2 separate regions of the Rattus norvegicus genome follow, and region 1 is linked to region 2. The links are chromatin contacts, called in public Hi-C maps. All regions are on one chromosome and are shown on one strand. The core of a region is the stretch at or near the end of the contact, and the rest is flanking DNA. Distances in the headings are between cores, read along the strand shown. Region 1 has its middle 21 kb from the start of Sppl3. Region 2 overlaps Sppl3 (signal peptide peptidase like 3).

Region 1 (6,888 bases), core at 1,713-4,212, 86 kb before region 2:
GAGCAGTCAGTGCTCTTAACCACTGAGCCATCTCTCCAGCCCCAAATAGGCTTTTTTTTTTTTGTTGTTGTTGTTCTTTTTTTCGGAGCTGGGGACCGAACCCAGGGGCTTGCGCTTCCTAGGTAAGCGCTCTACCACTGAGCTAAATCCTCAGCCCCCCAAATAGGCTTTTATTCCTCCTTCCTAAAGGTCACTCCAAGAGCCAGTGTTGGTTTGGATTTGGTTTGGTCTGGTCTGATTTGGTTTTGGGTTTGGTTTTGGTTTGGTAGTTTGGCTTGTTTTTGTGTTTGTGTTTGTGTTTGGTTTTAGTTGTGGTCTGGTTTGGTCTGATTTGGTTTGGGTTTTGTTTTGTTTTGGGCTTGGGTTTGGGTTTGATTTGTTTTGGGTTTGGGTTTGGAGTTCTTTTGAGACAGGGGCTGTGTACAGAGGCCAGGCTGGCCTTAAATTAGAAATCTTCCTGCATCTGCCTGCTGAGTACTGGGAGCACAGATAACATGCCATCACACCCTAGTCTCAGCGACTTGCGTGCGTGTGCCTGAGTGTGCACAGGTGCGTGTGTATGAGCACGCGTGTGGAGGCCTGCTGACTCCTCAGGAGCCATCCACTGGGTCTTAGCATGTGTGGAGACACTCCTACAACTAGCACACGTGGAGGTCAGAGATTGATGTCTGGGTGTTTTCCTCTATCCCTCTCCCCCTTGTTTTTCCAGACAGAGTCTCTTGCTGAACCTGGCAATCATCCTTTTAGCTGGACTGACTGGCCTAACAGCATCTCGGGTCCTTCTATCTCTGCTACCAAAGTACAAGTCACCAGAGCAGCATTTTACACGGGTCTTGGGGAATCAGAGGTAAAGTCACATGGGAAGTCCTTTATCCACTGAGCTAGCATCTCCTCAGGCCCCTGACTGGTTTGTGGACACCGGGACCTGGAAATCAACAACTGTCCAGGCCGGCCAGCCAGCAAGCCAAAGGGTTCTATTCACCCCACCCCACCCTAGTACTAGAATTACACGTGCACACTCCCGTGTCCAGCTTGCTCCCGTGGATTGCGAATGTTGAATCAGGTCCTAGGGCCCGCAGTGTGAGAGAGCTTTACAAATCCAGTCCATCGGCGATGCTTTGGAATGAGGAGAGGGATTCCAGGAGCCTCTAAGCAACATTCTAGAAACAAAGGAGTAGAGAGTCACACACACTCCAGCTACCTGCCCAGTGCAAGTTGATGTGCTTGTTTTTTTGTAAATCTATCAGCAGTGTCTCCGTGTAAACCGCGGTTATAAAACAGATACATTTTACTTTTCTTCTCCCCCCCCCCCCGCCCCCATTTAACTTGTTTATTTTCTAGGCAAGTTCTCCCCAAGGAGACCCGATTGGCTGTAAATGAACAAAGCTCTTTCTGCCTCTACCTCCCCAGTGCAGCGATTCCAGGCCAAGGCAACCAGCTACAGTTTTTTGTTTGTTTGTTTGTTTGCTTGTTTGCTTGCCTACAACAGAGTTTGACTATGCAGACTAGGCTGGCCTCTGATTCACAGATCCACCGTCCTCTGTCTCCAGAGTGCTAGGATCCACCACTCCCACAGCCCAGCTAAACTGTTTTCAGAGAGCCAGTCATGTACGAGATTTAGCTCGCAAGATGAATCTGTTTATTCATTCCGCAAGTGAATTCAGTGTGTGAGAGCGTGAATAAATAGTGAGTAGAGGTCACTGTGTATGTGCAGGCATGTGCCCAAGTGTTTGACAGGCGTGTGAACAATTCATTGTTGGAGAACAAGCATGTGAGGCGGGTCGTCTCACGCAGCGGCCTGTGTGGGCCGCCAGAACACAGTGCCATAGACAGAGACATTTTTCATCCTTCTGCTAAATTCAGGGTCAGCAACCTTGGAATGAGGCCTCTCGGCTTGTGAGTCATACATGCCCGTGGGGCTGGAGAGATCCCTCAGCTCCTGCACTGGCTGCTCTTACATGAGTCCCCTGTTCAGTCCTCAGCACCCACGTGATGGCTCACAGCTGTCTGTAAAGCCAGTTGCAGATTCCAACGCTCTCTTTTGGCCTCCTTTGGGCACCAAGCACACACAGTAGACAGACAGACATTCATACTCATACTCATTCAACGCTCATACACATAAGATAAAATAAAGATACCCTAAAACATTAAAACCTTCTAAAACAGGTTAGAAGGTGGTGGTGCCCACATTTAATCCTAGAGTTCAGGAGGCAGAGGCAAGTGGATCTCTGGGTTCAAGGCCAGGCTGGTCTACAGAGTGAGTTCCAGGACAACCAGGGCCACACAGAGAAACCCTGTCTTGAAGAAACTGAGAGAAAAAAAAAAAAAAAAAGGAGAAAAGAAAAAAATTAACCTTGAGTGTTTTCTTGAAAACCACACCTCTATCAAACATTGAGGTGTTGGGTCTTTAATATATAAACGGGGAGGGGGTACTCGTCGAAGACAAAGTCTACAACGGTTGATTTATCCCCAAGATGGTAAATCGTGATTCAATAGAGAACAGTCTAGTAAATGAGTAAGGCACACTTCTGGGTGTATCCGAGGGCTTTTCGGGGACTAATAGATTTATATCTAGAGGGTTCTGGTCTAATGAATACTTTAATTCTAAGGCAAATCACAATTTGAACAGATCATCAGGAGACTGAAGTTTGATGTTGGCTGCCGGAGGCCCCTCGAGGGTCATCATCTGTGTGTTTGGCTTGTCAGCCCTGGCGACTGAACTTGAGGTGTGCCAGGTAAGCATTTCACCACTAGGCGGGTCTCACTCCAGCCCTTTCTGTGGTCCGGTGTGGTGTTTTCAGCCACCATGACTCCAGCTGTTTGGTTCCACTCTAGCCTCCCTGCCTCGGAGCAAAGCCCTCTGAAGCTGTGAACTGAGGAACCCTCTCCTTCCCGGTTGTTTGTTCTGCTCTGAGGTTTGGTCAAAACCAGCCCCGCCCCCAGCTCACAGCGCTGTGGCTGGGGAGGAGAAAGCGATTGAGAAAGAGGCAAAGGTTGAGTGTCAGCGTGGAGGAGCAGTGAGAGCAGAACATGAGACTGTTGTCTAAATTCCGGTGGAGGGGAGTCGGCCAAGGGAACTCCAAGCCCGCACCTTGGCACTTGCCTGTAATCCCACCAGAGGCGGGAGGATCTCAAGTTCAAAGTCAGCCGGGTACAAAGAGAGACCATCTCAAGCTAGAGTACCAGAGAGCTGGGAAACTACATCCGTGGAAGAGCACAGGTCCAGCATATTGGAGGCCACAGATTCCTTCTCCAGCACTGCAAAAAAACAAAACAAAACAAAACAAAACAAAACAAAACAAAAAACAAAAAACCAACCAAACAAACAAACAAAAAAAACCATGACATGAAGAAGGTAAACAGGGCTGGCGCTTGACACCAAACCAGACGACCTGAGCTGGATGCCGGGACTAACATGGTGGAAGGAGAGAACCTACTCTGGAAAGATGTCCTTTGACCTCCACACATGTGCTCTGGCGTGTGTGCGCGCAAACACATAAAAAACAAAACCAAACCAACAAATAGACACATTGTCTTTTTAAAAAATTATTATTGTTGTTTATTATTTTTAATTTTTAAATTTTTTTATTGGGACAAATATATTTTTTTAAAAAAATGAATATATATCGTGCTCCTTTTTTTTTTTTTTCTTTTTTTCGGAGCTGGGGACCGAACCCAGGGCTTGCTCTACCACTGAGCCAAATCCCCAACCCCAATCGCGGTCCTTATTAATGTTGACTGAGCACATAGTCATCTCTGTAAATCAGGGTGGTCCCCATCCTTCTCCCACAGTCCTTCAGTAAATGTCCTTCCAAGCTAAATTTTAGACACAACCCTTCATTGTTTCTTTAGGATAGGTTCCTAGAGCCACGCAATTTCTGGGTCACGGTGTCTGTGTGCTTTTTTAGAGTCCGCAAATACACAGTCTGACAAGTCCCATGCTCTTCCTAGTGCCCTATCCTGGTTCCCAAGCAGTTGCTGATGGCTAGATGGAGTTTTTCCGTTTCTCTGACCTCAGAGGAGTAGGTACCAGTGCAGCTGGCTGAATGCCAGAGTCGAGCAGGAAGAAGCCTTCTGGATAAGTCAGGCCTGTGACTGACCATCTGACCATTCTTTTTTTTTTTTTTTTTTTAAAGATTTATTTATTTAATGTATATGAGTACACTGTAGTTGTCTTCAGACACACCAGAAGAGCCCATTACAGATGGTTGTGAGCCACCCTATGGTTGCTGGGAATTGAACTGTGGACCTCTGGGAGAGCAGACAGTGCTCTTAACTGCTGAGCCATCTCTCCAGTCCAGTACTGACCATTCTTATACAGTCACATTCATTTTAAAATAATGATTTATTTATTTATTCATTTTAAAATAAAGATTTATTTATTTCATGTATATGAGTACACTGTCATTCTCCTCAGACACACCACAAGAGGCCATCGGATCTCCATTACAGATGGTTGTGAGCCACCATGTGGTTGCTAGGAATTGAACTCTGGACCTCTGGAAGAGCAGTCAGTGCTTTTTTTTTTTTTTTTTTTCTCTTCTTTTTTTTTCGGAGCTGGGGACCGAACCCAGGGCCTTGCGCTTGCTAGGCAAGCGCTCTACCACTGAGCTAAATCCCCAGCCCCTGCCATCAGTGCTCTTAACTGAACCATCTCTACAGCCCTCATTTTGCTAAATAAAACTTGTGGCGGTGGTTTGAGGATGTGGTTGAGCTGGTAGAGTGTTTTCCTGGTATGCCTGAGACTGTGGGTTGGAACTCCGGGCATGACATAAATCTGCTGTGCTGGTATGCTTCTGTAATCCAAGTTTGGGAAGGTAGAGTAGTTCAAGACCGTCCTCAGCTATATAAGGTTGAGGTGAAAGGTAAGACCATAGGATTTGGATCTGGGACCTGCCCTGGGCTCAACAGACCCAACCAGGAGAGCTGAATCATGGGAAGTGATTTCAGGCCGGTTACAGAAAACGCTGTAACCAGTGTGTTAGCCAGGCTGTGTCAGCTGGTGTACAAGCCTTAATCAATTTGCTGGTTAACTCGGGTGTACCCAGTTAAGTTGTTTTCTATGCCTCCTTCCTGCTGGTCTACAGATGCTGTCACACCATCGGGGTTGGAGGGGCAGAGCTGGTTCTGGTTCGGGGAGTTGGCTCTGGATTGGGGAGCTGCCCAGTGACAAATCCTTTCCACATTGTCTGGCTTGGCCCAGATATACGCTACTGAATCTCATTGATCCAAGGAATGCTGATTTTTTTTTTTTTGGTTCTTTTTTTCGGAGCTGGGGATCGAACCCAGGGCCTTGCGCTTCCTAGGCAAGCGCTCTACCACTGAGCTAAATCCCCAACCCCAGGAATGCTGCTCTTAATAATTTCCTTAGTTACTCATCAGTTTTATCACGTCATCCAAAGCTCTGTTCTCAGGCTGGTGAGACGGCTCTGTAGGTGAAGGTTTCTGCTGCCAAACCTGATGACCTGAATCCTATCCCTGGGACCAACATGGTGGAAACAAGGTTGTCCCCTAACCTCCGCACGCATACAACTGTGGTACATTCTTCTCGTGTCCACCATCCAGGTAATAGATAAAAAAATTATTCCCTAAGTGTATTAAAGACTGTGAGTTCTTTGGCCAGATAATATAAGAACACAGGATAGTGTTCAAAAGATGTAAAGTCATAGAGAAAAATATTCTCCCTTACATAGTCGCCTTGGCTTCAGGGCCCCGCTCTTCTGTGGGTAAAAAAGGCAAGGGGTGGGGCACTTTGTGGTTCCTGATAGAAACTGTGAGTTTGACCTTGCGACTTTTTTCGATGCTAATGTGTTTGTATCCTTGTAAATATTTTTGAGGTTGTTCTTTAAAGTACATTTGTGTGCCTTTACCTTTATTTATTTATTTTTAAAGATTTATCTATTTATTATATATAAGTACACTGTAGCTGTCTTCAGATACACCAGAAGAGGGCATCGGATCTCTTTACAGATGGTTGTGAGCCACCATGTGGTTACTGGGAATTGAACTCATGACCTCTGGAAGAGCAGTCGGGTGCTCTTAACCACTGAGCCATCTCTCCAGCCCCCTTTACCTTTATTTTTACCTTATTACTTTTTTTTTTTTTTTTCTGGAGCTGGGGACCGAACCCAGGGCCTTGCGCTTGCTAGGCAAGTGCTCTACCACTGAGCTAAATCCCCAACCCCACCTTATTACTTTAGTGTGTGTGTACGTGCGTTTTGTGTGTGTGTGCATGTGTGCATGTTTATGTGTTACATGCATGTGTGTGTATGTGCGCGTGTGTGCATGTGTGTGCATGTGTATGTGTTACATGCATGCATGTGTGTATGTGCGTGTATGTGCGTGCATGTGTATGTGTTACATGCATGCATGTGTACATGTGTGTGCATGTGTATGCATGTGTGTGTGCATATGTGTGTACATGCATGCGTGTACATGCGTGCGTGTATGTGTGTATATGTATGCATACATGTGTGTGTGCATCTATGGTCTTTTTCTAGGATGAACCTGTCTGTCCCAGTTACAGCATTCAGTGCTGCAAAGCCTTCTGTTTCATTGAATACATTTTTGTGGCACTTCTAGCTGTGAGTTTATGAGCTGCACAAGAAGCCTGGTCTAGACCTAACACGTCCCCGTGTGACTCTTAAACATTTGCCAATTTCTACCTTTTCATCTCTTTGAATGAATAGCTATACTTGACCGTTTAATATTTACTTTCCTATCCTTGTAAACCAACACTAACTTGAAGATCTCTTAAGTCAAAAGTGTGCCCCAGGCATACTGAATAGCATTGCTTAGCCATCGCTGATTTAACCACGCTCCGAATGTTCATATTAGCCCACAGTTGGGCAAAGTCATAATGTCTTGGTTACTTGTCTATTGCTGTGG
Region 2 (7,039 bases), core at 3,338-5,837:
TGTCCATTTCCTTCTTTCTGGTATTCGTTTTTTACTCTATCCTTGTTTATATATTTGTATGTGAGTAATTTTTGTTTGTGGCAATTGTGGAAGACATCTTGGTAGAGTTGATTCTCTCTCTTGATATTTATGTGGATCAAATTCATAATCAGGCTTATACAGCAAGCTCTTGGCCTGCTAAGCTTTCTTATAGCCCATGTTGCTCATTTAAACATTGATTTCAGTAACCCAAGTGTGCTCTTTGTTAAGCAAGTAGCCAGGGTGCAGTTTGAATGGAATGTGTGGCAGTAACATTGGGTGTATAGATACACATCATATCATGTTATTGTAGAGCAGTAACACGATTATGGTGGTGAGACAGGTCTGGCTGGGGTGAGGAGGGTGGTCATATGTGCAGTCAGGACAGACTGTTCAAGGGCTAGCCAAGTACTGGGCAGTCTGTAGAGTTAATAAGTTACCGAGTAAGTTAGGGCACAGTCGTCCTGGTGGCCTGAGACAGAAGTCTTCCCACAAAGGCAGCAGTTAAACAGCTGAGGTCTGCTGTGGGCTGTGCAAGTGTACTGGGCTGTGACAGGATCCTAGCCCAGCCCAGTGATCAAACTCTGTAAAGCTGGAAAATAAAGCACTTGCCACCTTGAACAGATAGATACACAGCCCTCCACTTCACTCAGGTAGATTTCTTGTGTTGTGTAGTGGTAACCCCAAGGATCAAACAAGGCTTGAAGTTCAGCAAGACTCAGGCAACTAGAAGCCCATAGTAGTTACACAAGACCTCCCAGCATCAGGAGGCAGAGACAGGCAGATCTCTGTGAGTTCAAGGCCAGCCTGGTTGATACAGAGGAACCCCGTCTAGTGGGGACATGGGAGGGTGACCACCTCTATAGCACCTCAGCTGCTGCCTTTGACACCATCTCTGCAGCAGGGCTGGCAGCAAGATGAAATAAATGTACTTGTGTGTGTGTGTGTGTGTGTGTGTGTGTGTGTGTGTGTGTGTGTGTGTGTGTGTGTGTTCCCAGCAGAGACACTGGTAGAGAGAGAGGAAGACAGAGCCCACAAATGCAGTTTAAGGTAGCAGTGTCTTTCATTCTGTAACAGTACAAAGCAAGCAGGAAGAAAATGAGCCAGCACAGTGAGTGTGGGCTAATGTCCTCCTCCCTCATGGGCTTATGCTGTACGTGCACCCGCATGGATAGGCCAGAAGACTGTGGTTTTCCTCACTCCGTCTCTACTGAACCTTGAGCTCATCAGTTGGGCTGGATTGGCTGACCTAGATTGTGCGCCACACCCCAGTGCGGAAGGACAGATGTGTGCCATCACATCCAGCTTTGACATGGCATCTGTTGCACAGCAGTCTGGACTGAGCAAGTATTCTTTATTAGCTCAGTCTGTCATTTGTGAAATGCCTCAACAACAAAACATGCTCTTTCTTTAATATCTATTGAGATATTTGCTGATATTGGGCATGTCAGAAGACATGAAACAGGTTGGAATGTGTAACACATAGTCCTACCATAGCAGATACATTGTAGCGTAGATGGCTCAGGCAACAGAAACCTGCCTTCTCAGAGCGCTGGAGACTGAACTGGAAAAGCAGGTGTGTGGTTGGACTGTCTGCTGGACGGACTGACCCAATTAGTGTCAGCCCCTCAGTGCACGAGGCTCCCAGCCTTGTGCATCCAACCCTGCACTGTTACCTGACTTTTGACTTTAACTGTTCTGTACAAGCCCCCTCTCACCAGTCACATGATTTGCAGGTATTTTCTTCCATCTCATGAGTGGCCTTTGTTTGTTTGTTTGTTTGTAATTGTGTTGTTGGAAGCACAGGTGTTTTCACCTGCTTTTTGCTATTTTGAGAGGGTCCTCCCTGTACCCTCTCTAAAAGCTGTCACATGGGTATAAAAGTTTCCCTTTCCAGATTTTTAATCATAGGAAAGTAATTAAGAGACTGTGGCAAGTTGAACTGCACTGGAGTGCCTTATTACAGTGGGACAGCTCGAGAAGGAACACTGAAGGGTTGTAGACGGCTTCCCAGTTGGGAAGAGGATGTCCTTTTCTTCGCAGGAGCAGCACTTGCAGCCCTGGCTCAGGACTGCCATGGCTGCTTTCTCTTACGCAGAACTGAAGCTGAATGTTAATCAATCTCTCTCTCTCTCTCTCTCTCTCTCTCTCTCTCTCTCTCTCTCTCTCCCCCCCCCCCCCCCCACAGGTCTCTTAATATGGACTTTGAGAACCAAGATAAGGAGAAAGACAGCAGCAGTAGTTCTGGCCCTTTCAACGGCAGCAGCACCAATAACAGTAAGCCGTGTCCTGTGCTCCTCGATAGCCTCACCCCACCCTCACCCCATGCGCTCACCGCAGCTGACCTCTCCGTACCTCCAGTCCCTCACTCACACGTGATCCAACAGTGCGATCCAATCTGTACCCTGCCGTCTGCTACACTTTGTGCTCTAAGTCTAACGCCGCCGGTTGCCCAAGTACGAGGAGCTTGCACCTGCTGCCGCTGCCGAGGTCACTCCTTCCCCATAAAGCACAGGCCATGTCCATCCGCCCGTGACCTTGCTAGCTGTTCTCCCGATGACTGCTTAATTACATATCTCTGAGAGAGTACATTCAAGTGCTTGGAGAGATAAGTGTTAGGATTGTCACCTGATTCAAAATATCCCACAAGAATACAAATCCTTTTTAAAATAGAGATGAATCTGTACACAAGTTATCATTTATCCATACAGTGGAATATTATTTCATATTTCATAATGAAGCACTTGGGGCCAGGGAGAAGGCCTAGTCAGAAAAGTGCTTGTCCCACAAGCATGGGTCCTGAGCTCAGGTGGGCAGCACCACATAATAACCTGGGCCTACTGGCATGTGCCTGCAACCCCACCGGTGGGGGACAGGGATGAAAGCCTGCCCCTCTCCTTTCCTCTCACGGAATTCGGTCTCCTTGTACTTAGTTCCTATGTACTTCGTATCCAAATCGCACTTGCCTGGTTTTTACTTCAGATTGGGAAGTGAACACAACAAAGACAGTGAAGTAGACTCACTTACGTGGAAAGAGTCAGAGGCAGGTGGGCCTCTGTGAGTATGAGGCCAGCCTGGTCTACAGAGGGAGTTTCAGGACAGCCAGGGCTACACAGAGACTGCCTTTAAAATTGTCTGTCCATAGATATTAAAATCTTTGCATGAAATAAAGTCTGTACCAGTAATTTACTAGGAACCACATTAAACCCAGTGTGAAATCTGATTTTCAGATTGATGTATTACATAATTTATCTTCAAGCTAAGTCACATACTTGTAACTTTACTTCTTTTTTTAAATATTATTTTTTAATGTATATGAGAACACTGTAGCTGTCCTCAGACACACCAGAGAAGGGCATCGGATCCCATTACAGATGGTTGTGAGCCACCATGTGGTTGCTGGAATTGAACTCAGGACCTCTGGAAGAGCAGCCAGTGCTCTTAACCACTGAGCCACCTCTCCAGCCCCAAGAACTTTACTTCTAAAGTCCAATATGGTGCAGCATATTTGCAAATGATATAAGTAAGACAGATTATAGTCTGGCACACTGCATCACAAAATCAAAGAGAAGCATGTAGTGTTCTAACTAAAATCTCATGGAAGGAAGTATCTGCTAATGTCAGTTTTATTTCTTGTTATTTATCAGGGTCACATGAGGGTCATGCACCTCTTAGTCGTTTTCTTAAGTTGGCCTCCTGTGTCAGACTATGCACCCTTTCCATTATGCACTGAGGCCCAGACACCAAGAGAATTCACAGGTACCTATCATACAGTACAGTACAGTTCTCTTTGATGCAGACTGGAAAATACTAAGAAAGAAAATCCTCCGTGAGTCAGCACTCGCCATACAGTGCCCCATCATTTTAGGTTGAAGGACAGTATGGGAAAGGGTCTTTTGTTTTGTTTTTGTTTTTTGTTTGTTTGGTTTGGTTTGGTTTTTGCTTTTTTAAACAGGGGTTCTCTGTGTAGCCCTGGCTGTTCTGAAACTCACTAGATCAGGGTGGTCTTGAATTCAGAGATCCACCTGTCTCTGCCTCTATACAGATAAGGACTAAAGATATGGGCCACAACAGGAACTGAGGGTTGGCTCTCAAAAGATTGGTGCTTAGTTAGTGCCAAGATGTTGGCAAGAGGATTTTGGACCAGTTAAAGGATAAAGTGACCAGATGGAGGTGTGTGAAAGATCACAGTTGCCTTCTTCCAAAAGACCCAAGAGTGGAGGAGTTTGTGGAAGCAAACAAACATGGAAGTGAAGGAGTAGTGAAGGCCGTGGGACCCACAGCAGACATCAAAGCTCACAACTCAAACAGTGCTCTGCCCAACAGCCAAAGGTGCAAGAACCTCCAGGAGACTACAGCACTTGGCGCATTAGAACTCAGGAAACAGCCACCAGGATGGCTCAAGATGAAACCCTGGCCACACCTAGTGTAAAAAAGACCAGTCCTCTTGTGTTTCCTGGGGAGTATGTCTGTGACATGGACACAGCTCACAGACTAAGCCCCAGCGCTCCTGGGCCCAGCAGTGTGGCTCTCGGGTGCATGCGTACAGGCTCCCGTCACATCCCTGGAGCTCTGGAGAGCATGCCAGTATCAGGGCCAAAGGTGAGGTGGGACAGATAAGAGCAGATGCAACAGTTCTGGGAGAAACGGCAAAGCAGATCTGCCCCTGTCTGAGAAGCACTCGACCTGCTGCCCTTCCTCTGACACTGCCTGGGAACTGCGGGCAGTCAGGCCTCCCCATCCTCCTGTATCTGCTGCATCTGCTTTGACAGACTGTAGTGGGGAAGGCAGGTTTGAAGAATGCCTCTGCCTTCTTCAGCTGTGATGGCCAGAAGTAGTAAGAGGAAGAGAAAGAAATGGCAGGCCAGACTTGGTGGTCCAGGTCCTAGAGGCAGTCTTCCATGGCTGCTGAGCTCGCTGCCCTCACTCAGAAGGTGGGCCTGGGGGGGGAGTTTTGCTTTTCCTCTGCTGTATGCCAAACTCATGACTGCTCTTAGTATCCAGGCATAATTCCCGTTGAAGAGCACAAGAGCTGGCATGGTGGGACTGGATGAAATTTGGGAGGAAATGTCACCCCATGACACAAGGACAGCTGTCATCTCGGTGTGTGGGAACTTAAGAAGGAAAGTTGCCATAGAGCGACTTCCTCTAGCCTCAGCTACAAAGCGATACTCTGTCTCGATTCTGTCTCAAAATAGTAATAATGATATTATGGGCTGGAGATAGCTCAGTGATTAAGAGCACTGGCTGCTTTATCAGAGCCTCAGGTTTGTGCAGGTTCCGAGCGCCCACATGACGTCAGGCCAGGAGCCATCTGTAGCTCTGGAGCAGACCTCTGACCTCTGTTCATTGACGCTCTGATGCCCTCTTCTGGCCTTTGAGAGTGCTGCACAGATGTGGGAGTCATACACGCAGGCAGAGACCACACACACACACACACACACACACACACACACTGAAATATCAAAGACGTACAAAGAAGAATTACTTGTGATAGCTAAAAGTTGAGGGAAAAAACCCTAAATGTCGGTCATGGAATGGAAAGATTTTTCATCCAGTGAAGTTGTAGAACAGAACAGAGTAGAACAGTTCTTACAAAGTAGTGTTGAGTGAAAGAAGCCAGACACACATTATTTAATGTGTGTAAAGTTCCAAAACCAGGCATAGTAATGAGCATCTTAGGTGTGGGGGAAGTAATCACAGCATCTGGCTGACTGAGGAAAGAGAGTCTCCAGCTCAAAGCCAGCTGCACTTATACAGATTCTGCCTGTAGTGAAAGTCAGAATTCATGCACACAGAAAATGGTTGGAAAGAAAGTTGTAAGAAGCAGGGATTTCCATCCAGATCATCTCTGACTGCCCCCGTGTATTTCTAGTAACTGGGTCTGCCCAGAGGCAGGCAGGCAGGTAGATATCTCCCCGCCCCCACCACCTTTCCTTCCTTTATTTACACAGGGTTTCACTGTGTAGCCCTGACTGGTCTGGAACTCAGTGTGTAGACTAGTGTGGCCTAACCTCATTGAAAACCCCTGCCTTTGCTCTTCCCAGTCTAGGACTAAAGGTGTGTTCCTCCGTGCTCCGCCCAGTTCTTCATTTAATAGATAAAGGGGGAAAGCCACATAAACCCACTGCCTGATTTTAGTCCTTACACAGCCTCCAGGAATAGACCTGAGGGCCAGTAAGCAAAGAAGACAGACAGACACACATGGGAAGAAAATCTGAACAGGGCAGACAGAGGCCTCCAAAGGAGGCACTAAAGCTTGTCCAGTTGATTATATAGACTGAACAGAGAGGCAGGGCTGCTGTATACATGAACAAGGAGGTGGGGTTTATGGTACACAGCTGGATCTTAACTAATGTCAGTATGGGAGTGGTCAGTTGGAGAGGGGTCTTCACACCCTAAGCATCCCTTCAAGGAGACCATTATCTACCATGGACCCAAGGAAGGCTTTGCCATTCCGTGGAGCCTCAGCAGGGATCATCCTGTGGGTTTGAAGCACCGGGATCCTTGACATGGCCAGCCTAAGTTAAGACTTCTGACCAAGGCTTCCCACTCCCAGAACTGGACACTTGTGGAAGTCTGGAACTGTGGGGATTGGTAGGTGTACACATCTTTAATTGCCCCATTTAGACTGCCACCAAAGTAGCCATAAAAACTAGAAATGTCCCCATCTCTCCTGTCCTTAGTTTGTGATGATGTAGGGAATATCTAATCACAGGATACAATTCAGTAACAGACGTCAGTTTACACTGACCGTGTCAGTGCCTGCTGCCTGTGGCTGCCTTCACTGATAATGATGTGAGCTGGGCTTGGTGGCTCAATTGAGAGGGAGAGGTAAGGGGTGAGGAGTTAGGTCATGGTCGTGAGCTGGAAGCCAGCCTGGGTTACATAAGGCTGAGTTCCAGAGCAAGCAAAAAAAAAATTTAAAGTTTGTAAATTCCACAATTATGCTTTTTTTTAGGCTGGCTGTGTGAGGCTGTGTAAGCCTTTGTGATTATGGTTGTCATGTTTAAATGTCTTG

Evidence for each region. Hi-C and Micro-C count contacts between places; a contact is called where the count stands out from the background.
Region 1: a Hi-C map of liver shows a contact between it and region 2, with 4 times the contacts expected there. The contact joins two enhancer-like sites. A contact is called at or near these places in 12 of 12 Hi-C or Micro-C datasets (the A7r5 cell line, the Rat2 cell line, Schwann cells and 7 more) and 1 of 1 datasets of contacts at active chromatin or transcription factors (oligodendrocytes).

Annotation. Positions count from the first base shown.
Region 1 is chr12:47,278,770-47,285,657 of GRCr8, reverse strand. No RefSeq gene overlaps it. Among named protein-coding and RNA genes, the nearest start is that of Sppl3, 21 kb to the right of the region's middle. Within about 2 kb of position 2,962, at least 7 of the 93 cell types and tissues checked have an H3K27ac peak or open chromatin away from gene starts, as enhancers often do. A contact at or near this core is called in liver, where this site is marked.
Region 2 is chr12:47,194,734-47,201,772 of GRCr8, reverse strand. It overlaps Sppl3 (signal peptide peptidase like 3), which reads left to right. Exons shown (of 11, transcript XM_003751200.5): 3 at 2,207-2,295. Among named protein-coding and RNA genes, the nearest start is that of Acads, 44 kb to the right of the region's middle. Within about 2 kb of position 4,587, at least 1 of the 93 cell types and tissues checked has an H3K27ac peak or open chromatin away from gene starts, as enhancers often do. A contact at or near this core is called in liver, where this site is marked.